2 separate regions of the Columba livia genome follow, and region 2 is linked to region 1. A link is a contact called in public Hi-C data. All regions are on one chromosome and are shown on one strand. The core of a region is the stretch at or near the end of the contact, and the rest is flanking DNA. Distances in the headings are between cores, read along the strand shown. Region 1 holds the start of GABRR3 (gamma-aminobutyric acid type A receptor subunit rho3). Region 2 holds the start of CREG1 (cellular repressor of E1A stimulated genes 1).

Region 1 (5,154 bases), core at 1,621-4,120:
TATCACCTTCCTTTCTATGGCTTTTGCTGAACACTCTGGATCTAGAACAGGCTGTAATGTAATACTTGGCAGACGCATGCTCCCTGTAAAACAAAACTTTGTTTACTCATGTTATTGGCAAAGCTTTTAAATGTGACCACTCAAGACTAACAAAGTAGAAGGCAAGCAAAATAGTATTTTATCTCTGCTATTTAAAATCACTTGTCTTCAAATCATCCTGAATTTTTGCACCTGACAACTTTTGAAGTTTGGGGGCAAAAATGCCTACTACAGTGGCCTCTAAATGATTTCCACATCAGCAAATCTACGGTGTTCATTTCCACTGTATATATCTTGACACTCCTGTTAATACTGGTGACAGATGAAGGCCATTGCTGAGTCTCCAGGAACACCTTGTGCTAAAGTGATCAGATTAAAAGTGAAAAAAGGACATGGGCTGTAAGGAGGCTCTTCCCTCTTAACATGCACTACAGAGTGATGCCACCTGCATCAGGTCACAGCTGTCAGTGCAGATGGTGTGTCACCTTACATAACCTGGCAGGGGCCATACGGCAGGAGGACACTCCGTCTGGGTCAGGTTATACAACAGAGTGTGTGTTTGAGGCTGACAGCACAAACCAGAGTCTGGACTGGGGCCTGCATCCCCCTACACGCAACGTGAATTACAAGGATTCAGAGAAAAGGCAGTTAATAAAATATTTTACTTAAGATCTCCCACACAATCACAAGTAAATAAGGAACAAAACAACACACAAAGAATTACAGTAAAAGGCGGTGGCAGTGGCAGGTTCAAGACAAGGAGGAAGTATTATATTCATTCCCAGGCTGGGTAATGAGGCTGCAGAGCTCCCTGCTGCAGGCTCTTATGGATGCTGATGCTTTAAGACTGGGTCTCTGTAGCTAGGGAACACCATTTCTGAGCAGACTCCTCCTGTGTACCACCACTAACTAAAATATTCTTAAGCTAGATAAGGTAATTAGGCTATTACCAATACTAAATTACTCATGGAGAGTTGTGCTCATTTCTTACTAATGAATGTCTTTGCCTTTTTCTAGTGTCCTTATTTCCAATCCATCTAAAGCACATCTGTTCACCTACAGCTTTCTGTCACACTTTATGAGGCCGCTACCTTTATTTCCATTTTAAGTGACTTCAAGTGGTCTCTTGTACCATATAACATACCAAAGACTACCGAAGGAATTAAGACTAAATTATGGTTACCAGTGCCTGTCTTATTCTTGCACTAAGGGGTTGGAAATTAGTCTCTGTCAGGAATGTCAGGGAACCTGCTCTGGTCAACCTGTGGCAAAAACACTGGTGAAGACAGACTACTGAACAAGAACTTGTCAACCAGGCACCCCTTGGCCAAACTAGGACATTTCACCAGCCTCAAAATCGCCTTTTTTGTTGCTTTTTCTTTCTTTCTTTCCCTGCTGCCATCCCCTTCTTTTTCTCAGTTTATACTTTCTGAAAATTCCCAGCTCAGACCACTTGCTAGCATTCATAAGGCTTTTCACAGAATCACAGAATGGTTGGGGTTGGAAGGGACCTCTGGAGATCATCTAGTCCAACCCACCTGTTAAAGCAGGTTCACCCAGAGCAGATCACACAGGAATGTGTCCAAGTGGGTCTTGAATGGAGGCTCCACAGCCTCTCTGGACAGCCAGTTCCAGTGCTCTGGCACCCTCAAAGTAAAGAAGTTTCTCCTCATTTTCAGATGGAACCTCCTGGGCTTCAGCCTGTGCCTGTTGCCCCTCATCCTATTGTTGGGCACCACTGAAAGGAGTCTGGTCCATCCTCTTTACACCCACCCTTGAGATATTTATAAGCATTGATGAGATGCCCTCTCAGCCTTCTCTTCTCCAGGCTGAACAGACCCAGCCCTCAGTCTCAGTAGCGGGTGGGCTACAAACATGCTCCAGGCCCCTAATAATCGTTGTAGCCTGCCGCTGGACTCCCTCCAGTAATTCCTTGTCTTTCGTAAAGTGGGGAGCCCGGAGCTAAATACACATCGGCTCACATCATCCTCCACACGACGATCCCTCCCCCTCCAGCAGGCTCTTCCCCGCGCTCCACCTGCCTCCAGCGGAGTCCATTTGCTCTCTTTTTCCCCCTCCCCAGACCTTCCTGCCGCCCCCAACCTTCCTCACCAGAGCCGGTGGAGCAGAAGGGAGGCCGCAAGCCCGGAGCCACAGGGCCGCCCGTTACCGGACACCCGCACCTGTGCGTGGACGCGCTGACCCGCAGACGCGGCTGGCGGCGCCATCTTGCGGCCGTTCGCCGGCAGCGACCGTTATTTCCCAACCTCCATCTCTGTACAGGCGGGAATCCCCCCCACCTCGCCCCAAAACGGTCACCGCGATCCTCTCGTGTCACCGCCGTGGCGGGACGCGGCGTTCTGCGGCCGTTTATTTTGTGGCCTCGAAAGAGAAAGCACTGCCTGAGGACACTTCGTGGCGGGGGGGGGGGGAAGGAAAATAGTTGCAAAATAGTGACCAACCCCGTCACAGAGATAAAGAGAGAGTTTGTCTGTCTTGTTTCCCATAGTGGTCAGACATGGCTGTGCGAGGAGGCAGAGCTGGGAGAGAGATTTCTCTGCATGTTTTTTTTTTTTTTGTCTGACTCTCTGCCATTTCCTCTGTCTCTGTTTGTGCCCATCTTGCTACATTTTCCACATATTATATGTACACATTTGTGAGTGACTTGTACTACTGTGTATCCTGGTGCCTACCCTTGTGTGTATCTGTCATATTACATGCAAATAATGATCTGTGTGCTGACAGGTTGTCGAAACTTCCATTTATCTTGGGGCATCCATATTTAGCTCTGAAAAGGTACATCTTTGTGTGGCTTTAAAAAGCTGATGTCCTGCTCTTTCTTTCTGTGGGCATCTACCTGTCTCTCCTTTTGAGACGAGGCAGACTCTTAATGCTCTTATAGAAACCATGTACACGTATTCTGGTATCCCCCATATCTTTTCCTGCACTTCAAGGCAATTACTGGGTTAACATTTCTGCGTTCAAAGTGTCACAGCAGGGGTGATATTGCAGTGAAGGTGCTCCATTTTGTTTGCGATCTCAGCTATACTTGAGGTACCTTTTACAGACGGAACATGGCGTATCTAGGATACCTGTATTGTAGCTCACAGCCCAAACATTAGTATGGAACTATCTTTATGTTAACAGCGAAAAAATGAACAGAAGAGCTGGAGCTCAGGCAAGAACTCAGAAATCTGATTTGATTTTATCCACATTCCTACTGGCTTCACTTGTCAGTCACAGGAAGGAAACAGACCTGCTGAATGCCTGCATCGCCTTGTCTTTCAATAGCCACTGTGCGGCACTTGGACAGGCGGGGTGAACTCTTCCCCACTGGCAAGTGCGATCAGCGGTATCACCATTCTTGCCGTCTTGTGGGACAGTCTGGCTCGAGGCTCTGGTGACTGGGAGAGTGACTTGCCAGCACATGGAAGTTTTCCGCAGATAGAATAAACCTTTTTCTCCTCCCACTTCCATCCTGGTTATTTCTGCCTTGATTTAGGATTTTTTTTTTATTATTTGAAATTATGGGAAGGAACAGTTCTTACCAGGAACAGACATTTTCACACATCGAGCAAATTTCAAACCAACCTTCACTGCTGCTGTCCATCACTTTGCTTCCCTCTCCTTCAAGCTTTTGTCAATACCCAAGTGTCAAAAGAGTATGTGACAGAGAAACTGAAGAAACTGAACAGTAGCACTACCTGTAAATTCTCCAGGGAAATATTCTTGTTGGACAGATGCTTTCTCTTTGAATTATTGTTTCTGGAACACACCAACCTGAATTTATTTATTTTTAGCAGTTTATTTCAAATATTGCTTATTCCCTCTATTTCTCTATGTGTCTGTTTCAGTCCTTTGCCCATTCTACCTTGTAAGGTATTCAAATATGTAGAAAAAAATAGCCTTTTTTTCATTCACTGACAGGAAACATGGATTGTTCAAATTGATTTAGAAATACATTCTTTTGGCAGCTACTATGAAAACAGGTTGTAAAACCTCAGAAAACCCAAATATGGGTATCCCTTAGTAAGTCATAAGTATATAAAATTTAAATGTGTGTTTACTTAAGAATACAATTCAGATAGTTAAAATCGGCTTCCCAGTTTGAAATGAGCACCTGCTCTGTGATGTTAACATATTTTTCTCTGGAAGTTATAAATGGGAAAGAAAAGCCTGGAAAACAGCCACCCTAAATGGTGCCTGATGGCTTCTGAAGCTGTTTTATGACCAATAGAGATCAGACTTGAATCAATAAATCTGTCTTTGTTTTGACTGTAAAATGAAAAAAAGTTTGCAGTGCCAAAGCTGAAAGGCACATTTTTTCCCACTGTTCAACATTTTTTTTCTTCTCATGTTCATTGGTGACAGAAAAGGAGTTTTGTAGAGATGCAGTACATTTCATAAATTAATTCCCATCAGAGGCATTGTTGACTCCTGGACAACAAACTGGGCATGTTCTGATATCCCCTTTGCAGCGAATGCTTAATAAACATCAGTGTGGCAGTAAGAAAAGAGTAAACACAGTTGCTGAATCCTTGTTTCAGTCTGTGGAGAGAAAGGAGCTAAAAGAACTTCAGATAGCAGTTAGGATCTAACTGGTAAGCACTGCTGAAGGATCGTGGTATTTGCCAGACTGCCAAGGAAGAAAGAAAAAAAGAAACCCTGAGGCAGTGTATATTGCTTTTTGGATTGAAGCACAGCGTTCAGGCCATACAGATGGCAAACTAGCTTACTTCTTGGGGATACACCATGCTATTGCAAACCCTCATTTTCTGTGAATTGCTTGGGCTCGTGGGTCATCCCCTTGATCTTCCCTTGCTTGTGAAAGATACTAAAGATATTTAAAGAAATATGTCCTGCAGACATAAAGAAGCAAACTCTAGAAACATCTCCTGGGAGGAGAGGGACATAAATGCAGAAGTAGGGTAGCTGTACCCTGTGCCTACAATCAACATGAGGTGGTAGAAAGGCAAGGTTTTCTACCACTGAGTTTATGAGAAAAGGAAATCTGGGGAGAATGTGGCTGCTTGGTTTTCCGGAGATCACCCTCAAGATGCAGATTGTTCCTTAACTAGAGGCAGTAAAACTGATTATTTTACTTTCAGAATTGCT
Region 2 (5,154 bases), core at 1,709-4,208, 220 kb before region 1:
TCAACGAATAACACGTGCAGTTCTAAATGCCTTCTATGGGACACCAAAGTACTGGTGCACAAAAGAACGCCATCAGGTAACACAATGCACTTCCTCAGTCTCTAACATCTGTAACTTTATAGCTGTGGTTAATATTTACTTCAGTAAAGTTTTGGAAATGCATGTCACACTACAGGGACTTTGACACTTCATTTACAAGAAAATTGTCTTAGACTTTTTAGTTTCAAAACAGGTCTAGAGGAATGAAGGGGATTTCCTTCATTACAGTATCGTCCTCCCAAGTTCCTTGCTTGATACATACTAAAATAGCTCCTGAAAATATCAAGTGGTAGCTTCATTTTCCTCACACAAACTGTGAGGTAGCCTTCTGGTATCAGAGCACATAATGTCTCTTCATATACTTTCACACTGAAATTCTAACCTTCGTCTTCTCTGTCCACTAGACAATACTATTTGATGCGCACACTCTTGCCCAGTGTCAACTTTCAGCTGCTTACCTTCACAATACTTCCACAGAAGATTATGTGGGCACAGAGAGGATTCTGGGGATCATATCTGTGCTTCTTGCAGTAAGGTGTCTGTGCCAAAGACACAGTTAAGGAAGCATTTGAATTGATCTGAAATGCAAACAGTAAGACAACTGGTTTACATACTTTCGCAGAAAAATGTCATACCCATCATATTTTCAGCTTTTGGTACTTTATTCAGCTCAGTATCACTGGTAAAAATAACAAAGCTGTCACGATCTTTCCCTAACTGTATCTGAAAGCCTACTCAGATGAGCTCTGATCTGAAAGAAAGCTCAGTTTAGAAGTGTGCTGAAGTTTCTCCCCATAAAATGCAAACCTCACAAAACAACATTCCTTAAAACTCTGAATTCAATATACAGTCTAGCTATTTCACATTCAAATTATTATATATACCATTTTACATACATACATACAGGACAGTACAAAAGACAAGGACGTACAGTGAAATTCATTAAGTTAATTCTGGTGGAAGGACAAAGGGTTACTGAAAAGGTAACCAACTGAGTTTCACAACTGTTGATAAAATTTGTCAAAACAAAACCAAACACACACTCCCAACAAAACGAGCCTCCCAGCTGCCTCCAAACCGGTCAGCTCTTTTGAAGTTATAATTGAATCTTTTAAAGTTAGGTTTAAAAAAATCTTGAGTATTTAAGACACCTAACCTGAAGAATTAAAGAATCTGTATTGTTTTTCTAAAATTAATTTGGTGAACACAGCTTGGAAAAGTACTGGTGCAGAACAGGGTTGCCTATCGTGGAACATCACATACTAAAGTTCACTATCTCTCAGCAAAGAAAGTTCATGGGAAATTTCATTAAAAGAGCCCATCTCAAAAGGAACCCCTGAAAAGTCACTTAAACCCTGCACACAGTACTGCTGGACTGATTAAACCGGAGCGACCCCGTAACAGATAGGAAGTTGCTTAACTACAAAAAAGCTGACTCATGATTATTCAGCACTATCTCCTACCAGACATCTCCCTTACACGTGACAGTCAAATGTTTCTGCCCTCTAACAGCAGAATAAGGATCTGTTGAGGAGCCTTCTGAAGGAAAATGTTCATTAGCAGTTTATACCATTATTTTTACATTATTCTGAAAACACAAGCTTATGTATGGGGTGGAGAAGATTACACAAGATAAATTAGTTTTTTTTACAGCACACAATTAAACTCTTCGGAAGTAAAAACTAAACCTTCACAGGGAACAAAAAAAGGTTTATGGTAAAACAAAGTCTGAAAAAATTCCATTATTTAAGTTTTGTGTTTTACTAATACTATAATAGTTACTAGAGAGAAAAAAAAAAAAAAAAAGCTTTCTAATAAAAGAGGCATACAATCGCTATTTCCCTTACTTTTTCGCCAACTCGCCCCTGACCACAGCCAATTACACACACTCGGAGCCTCAGCATCAGTCTGCTGCCTTTCATGGTGCACTTGCCTTTACAGTAAACTCCAGAGATTGAATTACTCTTCCTTCTGTAGTCTGTGTAGAAGCCCTCTTTGCTCAAGCCCCACATTGCCATTTTCCAGAGCTTTTGACGTGTTTTTGAGAAGTTCTCCCTGTTTAAATATTTTGTGGCCCCTCATTTCCTTGGTCAGTGCTCCTAGAAGCTTCAGCCACTTCCTTTACCAGAGTGCTGCTTAGAAATGTTTCTGACCACGATCAGCAAGAACTTCTCAGGAGGACTACTGAGTGTCCACGCAGAGAGCACCACCTCACATTTAGATGATGAAGGGCTAATAGTTGTCCCTAGGGTTCACAAGTGGGGTGACACCCGTGGCACAGCCAGTGAGCACCACTGCTTTACCTCCAGAAAATGCTGGTGCGAACCGCGATTCCTACAAAGGAAATTCCAACCGCTACTTGCTACTGAGATTAAAAGCTCAGGCAACAGAGGAAAATATAACATCGCACTAGTAACCTGCATACTTTAAAGTCTCCTTTATTGGGGTCGCTATTTATATCGGGATAGCCCTCCCAGCCCTCCTTCCCCGGCTGGGAGACAAGGCAAAACCCCCTCGCCCTTGGCCGAGCCTCGGCTGCTGCCACTCACCACCAGGTCCTGCACGGAGATCTCCATGTCGGTCAGGTAAAGGTAGGGGACGCCGCTGCCGCTGAGGCGCCCGGGGGGCCCGTCGCTGAGGGAGAAGATGTTGGCGAAGGGGCGGCCGCGCAGCCCCTCCTGCGCGGAGAGCGTGGCCAGCGCCCCCCAGTCGCAGTTGTGCAGCACGAAGCGCGCCATGCGCGCCGCCTCCTCCGGCGGCGGAATGGCCCCGCCGGCCGCCAGCAGCAGCACCGCCGCCGTGCACAGGAGCAGGGACCCCGCCATCCCGCACCCGTCCGCCATCGCTACCGACTGCCGGGCACCGCAAACACCGGCCCACACGCACCCTGCCCCGCGCGGGGAGGGGCGGACCCCTCAGCTCTCTGCCAATCGGAACAAACCTGCCCGCCTTCCTTCACCAATGAGGGCACGCCGCGGACAACCTTGCGAGTGCGAAATTACCTTGTCCGCTGTCAGCCAACGGGCTCGCGATGCCTGCTCTCCTCAGCCAATGAGAGCTGCTGGGAGGCGGGGACTACCCCACCCGCTCCCGTGAGTTGTAAACAACCTCTGACAGCTTTGCCCCGCCGTCGCGATCGGAGGGAGAGGGGGCGGAGCCACGCCTAGCCCAGCAGCCAATGAAAGGCCTCTTCAGAACTCTCTGCCAATCATGTTTCGCGGGCGGCCGGTAGGAGCGGCTCGCTCCCTCCCGTGACTTGCATGGGGGCGCAGTAGCAGCCGTTGGGCTGTGGGGGGCGCTGACGGGACGCGGCCATCCTGGAGGAAAACCCGGTCATTTAATTACACCGAACGGGGTGTGTCTGAAAGTGATTCGGACCCTAAAGCTCATAGGATCATCTGCCACTGCGCATAGCTGAAGTCCCACCACTTAAAAACTGCAGGATATATGTCAAAACCACCTCTTCTACAAGACCTGGTTTTGCTAGTTGAACAACCTCCTGGCCTTCAATGCATCGCTTACAGGGTAAATAGTGCGGTATGCCTCATTCTGTCTGTGGCCTTGTGCTCAGTCACCTCACAAAGATTTGTATAAAGAAATCTTTTTAACTGGGGTAATTTTGAAACTTTGTTCAACTTCTCTCAAGAGATGGGAGCTTTCAGTTTTTCCACTTCAATCTTACCAAATATGTCAACTCTATGTACATAGCATTGTACTCTATTAGCACAAAGAAACACGAATTAAGTTTGTGTGAATATCATTTGTCCCCAGGTCCCCAGTAGCACCCATAGCTGATAGCAGGCCAGACGAATGAGTTTGTTGGGGTGAATTCAGGAAGGCAAACACATCACGCATCCATTCCCTACCATTTATGTGCTGTCCTGTTGTTGCAGTACATGCAGAACAAAATAATTTTTCCTCCAGTGTTCCCCTTGCCTGCAGGGCACACACAGGGCCCAGCTTTCCCTCCCTGGCACCAACACACGGAGCCTTCCTCTGCTGCTGCCCTCTCCTGCCAATGCTCAGAAGAAACCCGTGGTTTGTTATAACTGAAAAGCAAAAAAGGGCTGCTCTGAACCCCTGATGTAGAGTCACCCAGCTCAGGGAGGCAGCTGAGCTTGCGAGTAGCAACTGCTACAGCAACGAAGTCAGGCAATACAAGCAGCTTTGTTCATGGTAGGGGCACAAAGGCAAACTGCTAAGGAGAAAAATAGGGCAAGAAAAGGAGTGAGGTGTGAGGTAAGAGGCTACGCAAAAGGTTGATTTTATGTATGTAGGATTACACAAAATATTTAGATGCGGGGCCAGAATGGAGCATATCAAAGGGAAAAAGCAGCTGATCTGCAGGAGTGAAAAGAGTAAGGAAGAATGGGATTTAAATGGTCTAGAGGAAACAGCTTAGGAAAGAGAAAAGGATGAGGAAGACAAGCTGCAACAAACGCTTTTTGTTAGAGATTTTGCTAACTAAAACTGAGACATTATAGCTTCCTTTATTCCCTCCCCACCAACCCATGCATGCATACACAGAAATGTCTTGTTCCTCTCAATTTTCAAGCAGCCCTGCCCTCTGAGAACCTGGGGAGGGGTCAGTATTTACTTGATGCAGTCAAAGGGTCGAGTGGCAGAGGGAGGTGGGGGGTATAAGTGTGTGAATTATCTTACTAGGGAATAGGAGAGTGTGACAGGGAGCAGCCAGGACATGGTTGGTGGGATCAGAACAGGAAAAGGGTATGTTGTGGAGAGTATGTGGAAGTAACATATGCCACAGGGGAAAAAAAGGATGGAAAGGATAGAAGATAAAGGGGATGTGGAAAGAAGAGCTGGCAATTCTTTTTTCTTTTGTTTCAGAAAAGAAATATGCAGACAGGATAAAAATTTTTCTGTTCTGCAGTTTTGATTTATTAACAGTGTGTATTTGCTGAATGTGGCTGTCCCTCCTTTGCCAGGAAGGGTACATGCTTCTGGAGCTGCACGGCCTCTGTGGCAAGAAAGTCAAAGTGACCTTTGTGGAGATTGCAGAAGATCATCCCCCACTCCCCCTGCCACTACTGGGACCATGCAGTGGAATCTCAGGGACCAAGAGAAAACGACCCATTCAAACAAAGTCTGCCAAGT

Evidence for each region. A called contact is a pair of places that touch in the nucleus more often than the background predicts.
Region 2: a contact with region 1 is called in a Hi-C map of crop, with 2.6 times the contacts expected there. The contact joins the promoter of CREG1 here to the promoter of GABRR3 in region 1. A contact is called at or near these places in 2 of 2 Hi-C or Micro-C datasets (crop and liver).

What each region holds. Positions count from the first base shown.
Region 1 is chr1:125,266,485-125,271,638 of bColLiv1.pat.W.v2, reverse strand. GABRR3 (gamma-aminobutyric acid type A receptor subunit rho3) reads left to right here and starts at 2,870. Exons shown (of 10, transcript XM_021287783.2): 1 at 2,870-5,154. LOC102088728 (a long non-coding RNA gene) reads right to left here and starts at 2,363. Exons shown (of 5, transcript XR_010475457.1): 1 at 2,152-2,363.
Region 2 is chr1:125,489,920-125,495,073 of bColLiv1.pat.W.v2, reverse strand. CREG1 (cellular repressor of E1A stimulated genes 1) reads right to left here and starts at 2,958. Exons shown (of 4, transcript XM_005502613.4): 1 at 2,589-2,958; 2 at 498-617. The coding sequence starts at 2,882.